Linked DNA regions of Triticum aestivum: region 2 is linked to region 1. A link is a contact called in public Hi-C data. All regions are on one chromosome and are shown on one strand. Each heading gives the region's core, a stretch centred on a gene start, on an enhancer-like site or on the middle of the called end of the contact. The rest is flanking DNA. Distances are from core to core; before and after follow the strand shown.

What was found. A called contact is a pair of places that touch in the nucleus more often than the background predicts.
Region 2: a Hi-C map of leaf shows a contact between it and region 1, with 4 times the contacts expected there. The contact joins the promoter of LOC123098179 here to the promoter of LOC123098177 in region 1. A contact is called at or near these places in 2 of 5 Hi-C or Micro-C datasets (both in leaf).

What each region holds. Positions count from the first base shown.
Region 1 is chr4D:399,890,876-399,896,907 of IWGSC CS RefSeq v2.1, reverse strand. It overlaps LOC123098177 (heptahelical transmembrane protein ADIPOR3), which reads left to right and starts at 2,888. Exons shown (of 3, transcript XM_044520088.1): 1 at 2,888-3,384; 2 at 4,493-4,814; 3 at 5,781-6,032. The coding sequence starts at 4,677.
Region 2 is chr4D:400,578,784-400,584,815 of IWGSC CS RefSeq v2.1, reverse strand. LOC123098179 (probable E3 ubiquitin-protein ligase ARI2) reads right to left here and starts at 2,459. Exons shown (of 7, transcript XM_044520093.1): 1 at 2,018-2,459; 2 at 1,896-1,928; 3 at 1,510-1,786; 4 at 510-990. The coding sequence starts at 2,191. It overlaps LOC123100128 (serine/threonine receptor-like kinase NFP), which reads left to right and starts at 5,799. Exons shown (of 1, transcript XM_044522104.1): 1 at 5,799-6,032. The coding sequence starts at 5,845.

The DNA.
Region 1 (6,032 bases), core at 1,639-4,138:
CTTCAGTAACGGAATAACGTAAAGGTAAAGGTGAGGAATTTGAAACCAGGTAGGCTCGGTGAAGACACATCGATTTGGTAGACTAGTTTTAGTGATGAATTAGACACATCAACTGTACGTCTGGTTGAGGCGGCTGAGACGTACAATTGATGTGTCTAATTCAGTTCGTCTCAGCCGCCTCAACCAGATGTATCAACTGTACGTCTAGTTGAGGCGGCTGAGACGAACTCAGAGGACACTTAGTCCTCACTGTATTCCTCTTGAGCGAAGGTCACTTAGACCTCGCCCAATCACTCGTGGAAAGTCGTCACTTCAAAACCTTCACAGACTTATTCACCGCCACGCCACAATTACTCTTGGGTGCTCAGAACTTGACGCCTAACCGTCTAGAAGAATGACAGTCTTCAAAGGTAACACGCATCGGATCACATAGATCATACTAAGGTTCTTTCCTCTGAAACAGAGGTGGTATGCAGATCTTCGTGAAGAACTACACCAAGCAACCTCTTCAAGAGAAGCCAAGGCTCTATGGTGGCATGCAGATCTTTGTTCAAAAGATGTCCATGGCCACCGAACGGGCCTGCCCAAATCCAGAAGGAAGCCTGATTGAAGCACCTAATAATGACTCTCGCCAACCAAGACCAGGGAACGACCTCGCCTGTCAACAACCTTCCTTAGTTGGCCTGCATTTAGCAGGCCTTCGACAGCAAGCTATTGCCTCACCCACGCGTGGAGCGGTTGTTCTACGCCTGCAGAGCCCTTGCGCCATGCGACAAGTGAATAGGCGTGCCGGGAGCTGGACAAGACGTACGGGGTGATTCAACCCCCTCATCTCACCGCATGGTGCACACCTATACAAAGATGTGTCACGCCCCGTGCAAAGTGGCGCCATGGTTGGTGGTGACAAGACAGGCGTCCATTCCCGGAATACAGAAGGCAATAACACTTCATACAAGCATTTAATGCACTCACCTACTCGGTCAGATGGCCGGACCACTTCCTTAGTAGAAAAGCCATTGTGGTACCCCTTGAGATATAAAAGGAGGACCTAGCTATTGAGGGCGGGGTGGGGGGGGGGGAAGGCACTTCTTAGCAAGACAGAAGAGACCTGTAAAAGGTTGGACATTTGGTAGAAGAAAAGTAGGAGTACACAACGCTTCCCGTTCCCGCGAAGGACTTGTAGCTCGCCATCCACCAACATAAACACACACAAAAGTAGGAGTAGGATATTACGCAACCATGCGGCCCGAACCCGGGTAAATCATCGTGTACATTTCGTGCATTTCGATAGTGTAGGTCCTCACCTTCGTGCCCCATTCACGAACCAGCAAAAGGACATCTCCCGTCCATGGTGTCTCGCGCGTATCTTGCACACGCCCGCCGACACTCAGTGGCCGCAGCAGTGGTAGCTCCTCAGCGTGGAGCATCATGTCAACAGAGGAGAGGGCGGCCAAGGAGGCGTCATGGAGGGAGTGGTGCAACGCGGAGCATCGAGCGATGTTCGCATAGTCTGACTGAAGAGGCGCCAACCTGGGTCCTCGTGGACCCCAACCTCGCGGAGGCCTGGGCCGATGACCGATCGATGACCAAGTCGGAGATATCTGCGTAGCGACTGCGCTGCCAAGACAAGGAGCTTGCCAAGGTCGAGGTGGAGTGGTCACTCAACGACACCTCTGTCGTCCTCAGCAGGGTCAAGGGTAGAGCTCCCCGGCCAGGGTCCGCGTTGGCCGAGGCGGCCCTCCGCATGGCGCAAGAGGAAGATGAGCGGCTCGAGCGCCAGGTGGCGGCCGGGCAGGGCTACCGCGCCTTGGCGCCCTTCACCGCTGGAAGGACCACTCCAGCTTCAACGATGATAACGTGAGCACGGAAGGCGACAGAGGTGCCGCCGGCCAGCCTGTCTGCTACAAATTAGTTTAGTTTTTTAAGTTTTAGTTGAACGGACGAAATATCTACGGCTTATGTAAATCATGTCTGAATTTATGCCCGTTTGTATGAATTTCGTCGTATATGCATGAGTTATGTCTAAATTTGTTTATATTGTGGCCGGAGATGTGGGCAAGCCTTGGATGGTCGGCTCTCGTATCACTGTCCACGAACGCGTGACGCATCCACAGAGAAATATGATGTCCGTTTGAGGATCGGTGTTGAATATGCCCTAACGAAATTGGCCACGGTTCAAGGATCGGCGTTGAATATGCTCTGACGAACATTGACATTGAATAGGCATATATAGCAATCAATGGCTCAACTCAAATATGACCTGACCTGTGAACATGTGGTTGGATGGTTAGAGGGACTGTGGTATCCCCAGCCCACCAGGGTTCAAGTCTCGGTGCTCGCATTTATTTCAGGATTTCCGGTGATGCACATTCAGTGGGAGGAGACGTCTCGTCGTAAATTTCAAAATGATATGCCGGCTCAGTCTTTAGAAGGTGCTCATAGGGGTAGGGTGTGCGTGTGTGTTCATAGGGGTGAGTGTATGCGTGTGTATATGAGCTCTTGCGTCTGTACTGTGTTAAAAAAAACTCAAACATGACCTCACGGGCTTTTGTCGCCCTTGCACTTGCACGATCGGCCTACGTCAAAATCGCGTAACCATTTTCCGTGAGCACGACGGGAGGTTGGGCATGCGATGACTCAAGAATCCCGCACGCTTCCTACTGCTTCCCTTTTCGGCCGGAAATCGATTGGGCACGTCGGATCCGTGAGACGGTACGTGCACGGTCCAGCCAAGCCACACCCTTCCTTCCGCGGGACGAGAGGGGAAAGCGAGAGGTAGTCGGCACGCACGGCCGTAGCTCCCCCTTCATTCACAACGCACCGGGTCGCACTCGCACTCGTACGCCCCATGGCACGCCACCGCGCCAACAAAACAGAAGCCCCAAAACGCCAAGGCGGACACGCCGACCCGGCGTGCGTCAGAGGCTGCTCTGCTAAATCTGGGGTGGAGGTATTTGAAAAAAGAAAATTCTGGGGTGGAGGGGACGCACCGAGGCGCGCCCGCCTCGCCGAGATCGACGGGCCGACGCAACCCAGGCCGAGCGAGCGAGGGAAGCGATACAACCCACCACAGGCAGCGGGCGCGTCGTCGCGTTCGCGTGCGGCGGATATTCGGACGGGGCGGCATAACACCCGGGCCGAACGGGTCGCGCTCTCTCTCCCGGCGGTCTTCTCCCCGGCCCTCTGGCGATGGCGACGGCGACGGCGGCGGCGGTGTGGGAGGAGGAGGCGGAGGTGGAGAGGCCGATGCTGGAGGAGGAGAGGAAGGGGAAGCAGGGCAAGGGGCGCCGCTACGGCCTGGTCGACTACCGGGCGCTGCCGGCCTACATGCGGGACAACGAGTACATCCTGCGCTACTACCGCTGCGAGTGGCCGCTCCCGCAGGTGCTCCTCTCCGTCTTCTCCATCCACAACGAGACCCTCAACGTCTGGACGTGCGTACTCTTGCTCATCCCCCCATCTTATTTTTCAATCCAATTGTTTTCCTTATGCCAATTTTATACTGTGCGCACATGTATGGAACAGCCAATTAATCCCCTGGACATATATAGTTCTGATAACATTGCGAGTTTCTAGTTTGAAAATTGGAACGATGTATGTATCTATCTGGTGCTTTACCTGCAGTTTTGTTCTCTCTTTCTGTGTTGTGGTTATCCAACATAGTACGGTTTCTTTAGCCATGTAATTATGGCTTCTTCAGCTATGTAATTATGGCATGAAAAGGGAAGCTGATTTACTCTTGAAAACAAGGATTCTCTGTCATGTTAATTTTACAATGCAACCATTTGATTTTTGATTCACTTAACCCTGGCTTGAAATTGCTCAGTTCCTCGTGTTCAGACTTGAAGTTTCAAACTAATTACCAAGTAAGAAATTCAGCACTGAGAATGCATTGTGGCACTCTGAATTTTGAAGCATTTGTCGTAGCCCTTGCTTGTTTGTTGCCAAGCAAGATGAGACAACAACCAACTTAATTTTTAAATTTTATCAAGACTACCGTCCACCAAACTAATTAAAGAAGTCCCTTTCAATTTCAACAGGTCATACATTTAATTGAACCATGGACTTCAAATGTGTCTTTTCTAGTCTTTGTTGCTTGCCTATCCTATCAAGTCGAAAGGAAACCAAGTGATTTGACTGCCATTATGTAACACTGAGTTTGGTTGACCACTAACCTCTTCTGCAAGCTATGTGCCATAAATGGTGAAGTATGAATACTAGGAAATTAGGACTACAAACTTCGGGGTGATATTACCTTTTGTTATTTTGCCGATGTGGAGAGGATTTGGTGGTGTGTCCTTGCCGACTAGGGCTCAATCCTGTCAGGGGTGAACATGGTACTCACGATCGTTTCTACCTTAATAAAATTTCACAGGGCTCCTCCCCTGTTCGTTTTATTTATTTATTTATTTTGCCGATATGATATAGCAGAATTATGAATTTGCTAGATTATCTCTGATCTAATAAAGCTATTTCTTTGTGTCCACTTCAGGCACTTGATAGGATTCTTCATCTTCCTTTCTTTGACCATATACACTGCAACAAAAGTTCCAAATGTGGATCTTCAGAGCCTGCAGAATTTACCTGATATACTTAGGAATGCTGATCTTCATAAGATTCAGGCAGAGCTTGCGGCATGCCTTCCCTCATTACCTCACTTTTCTGATCTACAAAAGATGAAGGATGAATTGAGAAGCTCATGGAATTCTATCGATGTGCTTCCATCATTATCTCGTTGGCGTCTCTTGGAATTACTCTCAAATTGCTTGCCGGACAGATTTACCCATTCCAATGAAACTAATCTTTCTGTTCTTGTAAGTAGTCAACAACTTATCTAGTGCTTTTTTACTCACTATCGCTGTGCTTTATTTAAGGGTTCAAAACTTCAGAAATGCAGTGCTAACCTGCTTACAACAGTTAATAGGAAAATCTTACGAGTTGGACTATCAAATTCAAGCTGTTTAGTTACCTAGTTTCTTCTTGCTATGCCCACTGTGAGTAATTATGTCTGACTTCTGACTAAATTAAGCCAGTTTGATGCTGGCCAAGATTTGACTTCTAGATAGTTATCAGTTAAAAAATAATCCTCAGAAGTCTACTCAACATAGCCGGTCCCAAGCCTGGGTAAAGGAGAAAGGTGTGATAGGCTTGGCGAGCCAACATCAAAACTCAGCCACTCTTATGGAGATGAAACCCAAAAGATTTTCGTTGGGGATCACCAAAGAATTAGCCATGGACAGGGGTGCGTGGAAGCTTGCTATCCATGTTCCAGAACCATGAGTTGGTCGCGAGAGCTTATGGGTTTCACCTCTAGCCTACCCCAACTTGTTTGGGACTAAAGGCTTTGTGTTGTTGTTGTCTAATAGTTCCTGGTAGGTTACCGGAAAAATCTGTAGCATCAAAACCAGCTTATGATATGCAGAACCTTTGTTTAGTATGTACTCACCTCAAAGTTTATTTTAGGCGTGCGTAAGGCTTTACTGTTGTTGGTACACACAGTCTATACAGAGTACATATAACAATAATATGGTTCAATTCGATATCTTTGCATTGTTTTGGGGTCTCTTTTAAGAAAAGGGGGCATTGCAAGGGTCCGACCACTGTAGGAGCATTGCAAGGGCCTTTTTATTTAAATTCCATTGAATTCCATACAATCCTCATTAACTTCTGTGCAGATCAACATTCGCATTGCATCGCTCATGTAAACCAGTCTTTTTAACCTGTGTGTTGACAACTGTCACATAACAAGGACATAACAAGGATTGTTTTCATCTGTGCAGGAAAGCATGAAGGAGGATATTGTAACCGTAATTGCACCACACTTTATTAGGCCGATCTCTAGGTGGCCATTCTTTGCCTTCTTGGGAGGAGCCATGTTTTGCCTTCTTGCCAGCAGCACATGCCACCTTCTGTCCTGCCACTCTCGCCGCCTTGCCTATATCATGCTTCGGCTTGACTATGCGGGCATTGCAGCTCTTATCGCCACTTCTTTCTACCCTCCAGTATACTACAGTTTCCTGTGCCATCCTTTC
Region 2 (6,032 bases), core at 1,210-3,709, 690 kb before region 1:
AAGTTTGTTCATGGGTTGAGAGCGGGAGTTCAACTCTGGAGTTCGAATCCCCCCTTGTTCCTCGGTAGCTCAGTGGTAGAGTAGTCAACTGTTAACTGACTGGTCGTACGTGCCAATACTACTTGGGGAGATTTGATTAATTCTAAGAATAGCGAACTGAACTGAAGGCTTGCTTTGACCCTTAGGGGTAGGTAATCAGTTCCCTATTTTTGTTTCTATTTCTACTGCATTCTATCTCATCGTACCGCATTCTGTTCTATGATTCATTTGAACATCATTACTCATTGGAAAGTATGCTCACGCTTACATAAAACAGGAAAGTAGGAAGAAGACAAGACATATGTGGTGCTTTCAGTTTGTATGGACAAGTATCAAGTAAGATAAAAAAAAAGGTACCAATATAACAAATAAAAGAAGGCATCAATATAACAACAGTGCATCATTAGCTGCCAACAAATGGAACGGTACGTAATAAAACATAAATGTTCAAGAGGAATACGAAATCTCACCAGAATGCTTGTCCACATATACATGCAACCAGGTTGCAGCCACCATTCTTCTCCACAGGTTTATGACACTTGGGACAGGGCTTAGTATTTACTGTTATCCAATTCACAGTCTCTGATTCATCACGGCATTTCTTGATCCAGAGCTCCCACATCACACAGGAACAAGGGGAATGCGCTTCTGAGGAGCAATTAAAACAAAACTGGCGTCCACATGTACATTCCACCTCGCAATGAATATCACCTTTGACACGTATAGCATTTCCGCAATGTGGTGTGCTGGGGCACCACTTGACTGTATCATTGTCCTCGATATAAGATTCCAGTAAAAATCTTTCAAAGCGCTCAGCAATATCTGGGCGCTTTGCACTTACTAACTTCCGGACTAATGCTTCATCACAGATGGCATTGCACTTTGGAGCCATGCACTTGACACGCCGACTCTGCCCCTCATTTATTTTCACAATGAAATATTCTGTCCAACCTGATGAAACGCACATATTAGTGGCTATTCAGGAATAAATGATATAGCAATGCTAATTCACATGGTGCGGTTGGCGTGGAGGTAGGCAGTATAAAAAACTTGCGTAGTTGATATATCCTTCGCTGGTACTTAGAGCAAAAATTCGTAATAATAGACTAGTAGATTACATGAAGTAACATAATGATTATTCTTGCGACTAGGAAGTGATATCCCATGCTTCCCTAGGTTAATTTTGTGCATGAAGTACAAGTACAGATGGTCCGCAATAATACAGAGCTAAATGAAGATGATTAGTTGCGCCATTTTCTTCGTAAGTAGGATAATAAGATGTTTGTTGATTTGTCATTCCTAATACACGGATATCACACTGCTGATCAGCACAGTGGTCAAAAAGCAAAGTATTCATCCGAAAATGCATCATACGATCGTTCTACCGGCATATAAAAGCTATAGCTGGCACATATGCAAAGCTTCATGTACATAACAAGCACTTCCGTGTTCTCAGCGACTAGTACTCACATTCATTGCAGTAGTTGTGGCCGCAGTCCATATGGGAAGCGGCCGTGAGGGGCACATCATCGTAACAAACATTGCAGGTGACCTCCGTCGCAGAGGGCGAGCCAGCATTATTGGCGGTTCCGAGAGGAATACCAGCCTCGGAGAAGAGCCTATCCCTCCCCTTCTGATCGAGCAGCTCGAATATCCTCTCCACATCCCAGCGGTAGTGGATTAGAAGCGTCCTTGCGTGGTGCTCCTTTAACCCTAGCAGCTCCATCACCTTCCTCAGATCCTCCCTCTACAGACCCCAATCAGCCAGAATAAATTTACAAAACAAAGCGTCAGCATCCGGAAATCGCTTAGAGCCTGGAAACAGAATGGGGGGAGCCCTCAGGCCACATAGTCACCTGCGCCGCCAAGAGGTATTCCTTGGTGATCACCTGCAAGCACAAGCAAGGAAAAAAAAATCCGTCGGTAAGAGAAGCAATCGGGGAGGGCCGGGAGAAGCACGGGTAAGCGAGGCGCGTACGGAGGAGGAGGACCAATGGCAGTCCTCGAGGTTGCCGTCCTCGAGGACCTGGAGGACGGACTCCTCTAGGGCATCGTCCTCCTGATCGCTCAGGTAGCAGTCCTCGTCCTCGTCGTCCTGCTCGTACTCCGGCGACGACGCCGGCTGGGACACTTCCTCGGCGTCGCTGCCCATCGGCTCAGCGACCGATCAGATCAGCCGAATCAAAGAGGGCGGCGGTAGCGCAACAAATAGGGGTTTCTTTCTAGATTGGCGGATGGAGTTGGTGGAAGAGGCGGCGGCGCTGGGGAAGAGGGGTAGGGAGGGAGGAAGCGCGCGGGTGGATATCGGGCCGGAGGGAGGCGGCGGAGGAGACGGGGACGGGGGCGGCGGAGGAGCTGGGAGGGGAGTGAAGGGGGGGAGGCGGAGGCGCTGGGGCGTGGCCGGAATTGGGGAAGGGCTGCGCCTTTCGGCTGCTGCTGGCAAGGGCGAAGGGGGTAAGTGAAAAAATGCCAGGCACCGTTTTGATTTTTTTAATGGGGAAAGCTGGCAGTTGGCAGACACCTACGTTGGCTGCGGTACCACCGTAGGCATCCTGCTGCGGCCCAGCTGTGACTTTGGGCCTGTGTAGCAGGCTGGGCTTGGAAGGCAAGGTAAGACCTCATGGACAGCGAGAGTTTACGCACGCGGGCGAATGGTCCCTGTCTCCACTGAACTCCATTCTTAGTTCACCTTGCTTAGACCCCTCAAAAAAAAAAGTCCACCTTGCTTAGTCTGCTGATTCATGTGCCGTGCAATTTTCTCTTAAGACACCACACGCAATATAGTTTGTATAAACAACTTTGACATTCTTGGACATCCATTAGCTAATTGACGAACAACCAATGCTCAGGTCTGATCCTAAGATTGTTGGTTGCCGTTTCGCTGCAAGTGCAAGTTTGAGATCCCATCCATACCGTTGGTTACGCTTCTACATGCGTGTTTCATTTGTGATGGCGATGGCACTGGTCGCATTTCTCAGCATTCGAGATAAAAAGCACCATCTGCATTGATTTTAACCCACATTGTGCTTGTTGTAAACTTGAAAATATTGTCATCCAATAAGTCCATCGCTTTATTAAAAAAAAGTCCATCACGCATGCTTAAAATTCATGGAGTTCACGTTGTTCTTAATTTTTGTATCCGTGAACAGGAGGACATTTGTCCATTTGTGGCAAACTGGCCTGCGCATAGGGCTCATTGTGCGGACGCAGAGTTTCTCAGCCCAAGCTCAAATAAGCTCAGGTGAACAGTAAAATTAAAAAAATCAAGAAAAAATTAAAAAAAAACTGATTTTTTTGTGACAAACACTAACAAAAGTTTCAACGGCTTGCAAAAATTCGTCATGGAATCACATCTCTAGAAGGCGTGGCAAAAAAAAAATTTTGATACTCTGAAAATGCTACTTTCAAAAGCATTTTTGGAGCACTGGTTTTGTTTTTTTTGTTTGTCACGCCTTAAAGAAATGTGATTACATGACGAAATTTTGTAAGCACTTGAAACTTTTGTGTCACAAAAAAAACAGAGCTGTTTGATTTCTTTTTTATTTTACAATTCACCGAGCTCATTTGAGGTCGGGAGCAGAAGGACACTTTCGCCATTGTGCCCAATAGAACTTTGCTATACCGTGTGTTGTCTATACTAATTGAGAGCTTGAATATTGTTATATTTCTTTCAGACACTCAAGTGTTCTTATGTTGACTGGTAGTATGAAGGGTAAGCTTCTCACAAAAATTAAGAATGGCGAAGTATAGGCCTAGAATGTTCTCGACTGAGATTTTTCTTTATATCTAAGTTGATTTTTAGAAGAACCGATTTAAATATAACAAATCTCAGATGACTTGGGATTAGCAAAACCGTACAAAAAAGGTAAGCCAAAGATGAGTATTAAAATGATTGAGATCAATCATATCCACCAAAGAGACAAAACAAATCATTCGCGAAGTGCCACACGATAATTTTAAACAATTGAGTGAGCTTTCTGCTTAAGCTGAAACGAGTAAGACAAAAGAAGAGGCGGCCAATTAGCTCATGATCCTCTGGCATGCAGAGATTTTTGTTGCCATTGTTCGTCCTATCATGAGGCATACTCATTTGGCCAACCATATATCAATTCCATGGGCATTTTGTTTCGTTCTTGTTGTCACGAGTGACATACCTATGTTTATTTTTCCTAAACTTTGTTGCGTTCCATTTGAACAAAAACTTGCATGTGATGGTATGATGTGGTGTCAAACTCATTCTTATTTTCTTTAGGTTATTGTTTCATTTAGGAGCACCAGGGAAGGTGCAAACATATGCACATCACCGCACGCATACACGGAAATACTCACGATCAAGGACATGAAGGACGAGTTCTTTTTTATGAAGATGCCCACAAAATTGGAATGTGTTGTTTCGTGATACTTTTCTTAGAGATCCTAAGCGAGATCTTACTATATCTAAATTGCTAGTCCCCACTAATGTATTTCTCTCAACATGTGCCCACACATGCCACCTCATGATACCAACATGAAAGGGTAAGGTCCACCTCAACAAGCAAACATGCATGGAAAAAAAACTCAACTCAATAATTCTTATTTCTCTCAACATGCACATGTGCCACCTCAACATGCAAACATGCATAAAAAATGTTTACTTCAACATGCAAATATGCACGGGAAAAGATACAACTCAATAATTAAATACAGTAAATAATATGTACCTCAAATTTTAGTTTTTATATTATAACATTAAAATTCATAGTCCATACAACCAAATACAATCGAAATATTTTTTTTACAAATTCCCTCAGCAATGCACGCGGCATCGTCTAGTTGGAGAATAGATAAAGAAGATAGAGCCATTTCTTCTCTTTGTGAAAGGGCTGGTTTCTTTCCGGTTTAATAGATGTTTGTAGACTCGAGTGAAAACAAGGGTAACCTGAATCACTTGCGGCGTTCCTCGTTTATGCTGGATTCTTTCCCGTTTAATAGATGTTTGTAGACTCCAGTGAAAACAAGGGTAACACCTGAATCACTTGCGGCGTTCCTCGTTTATTATGCTTTGGACATAGCCCAATGGGATCGTACGGTCTTCCTGCGGCGATACCAGGACCAATCTATCAACTCGGCTGGCACACAGATATCTACACGCTGTATCTGTACTGTATATGATTAGTGGGTATTACAGTTTGCTGCTAAAAGATCGCACAGGGCGCATGAATAACTTGTTGGTTAGCGTGTACAGTAGCTTATTGTATAATCCTGAATTTTCCTCTGAAAACGATACCGGTAGTACTCCCTTTAAACTGAGAGAGAGGGAGTATTATCATCTGGCATACACTTTCTCCAATCAAGGAGACGGCGGACCCGTTCCGCTGTTCCCACTGCAAGTGCAATCAATCACACACGAAAGCTACCTCCTCCAGTTAACAGAGTATACTACTAATACAGAGTAATCAAACATGGCTGCCTGCAGAATATAGCAGCCCGCCTCATAGATTACCTGAAGACGCTACCTGCAGAGCGGTGTTTACTCAGCATCAAATCATGCCTGCTTGCAAAACTAATCGGGTCTAATGCAGGCAGGGGAAGGGACGGCATCTGAGTCGCTCAGCGGGAATTGGAGTGCGGAATCAAAAACTCCAGAGCCGCGACAAAAGCCCACCGCGGTTTATTGACCCGAACAACCACCGGAGCCAGCCGCCGCCCTGCACGCCACTAGCTACGTATACTAAACCGAGCCCACACCCCTTGGCCACTTCCACCACCGCATTCCCATTCCGCGGCACACGACACGAACCCTGGCCGCGGCACGGAGCGCGCCAAATGGACCCCCGCCGCTTCCTCTGCTGCCTCTTGCTCGCCCTCGCCCTCGCCTTCCGCCGCTGCGGCGCGCAGGGCGCCGCCAACGGCACCGGGCGCTTCGCGTGCCTCGTGCCGGCCCCGTGCGACACGTTCGTCCTGTACCGCACGCAGGCCCCGGGGTCCCTCGACCTCGGCGCCATCTCGGACCT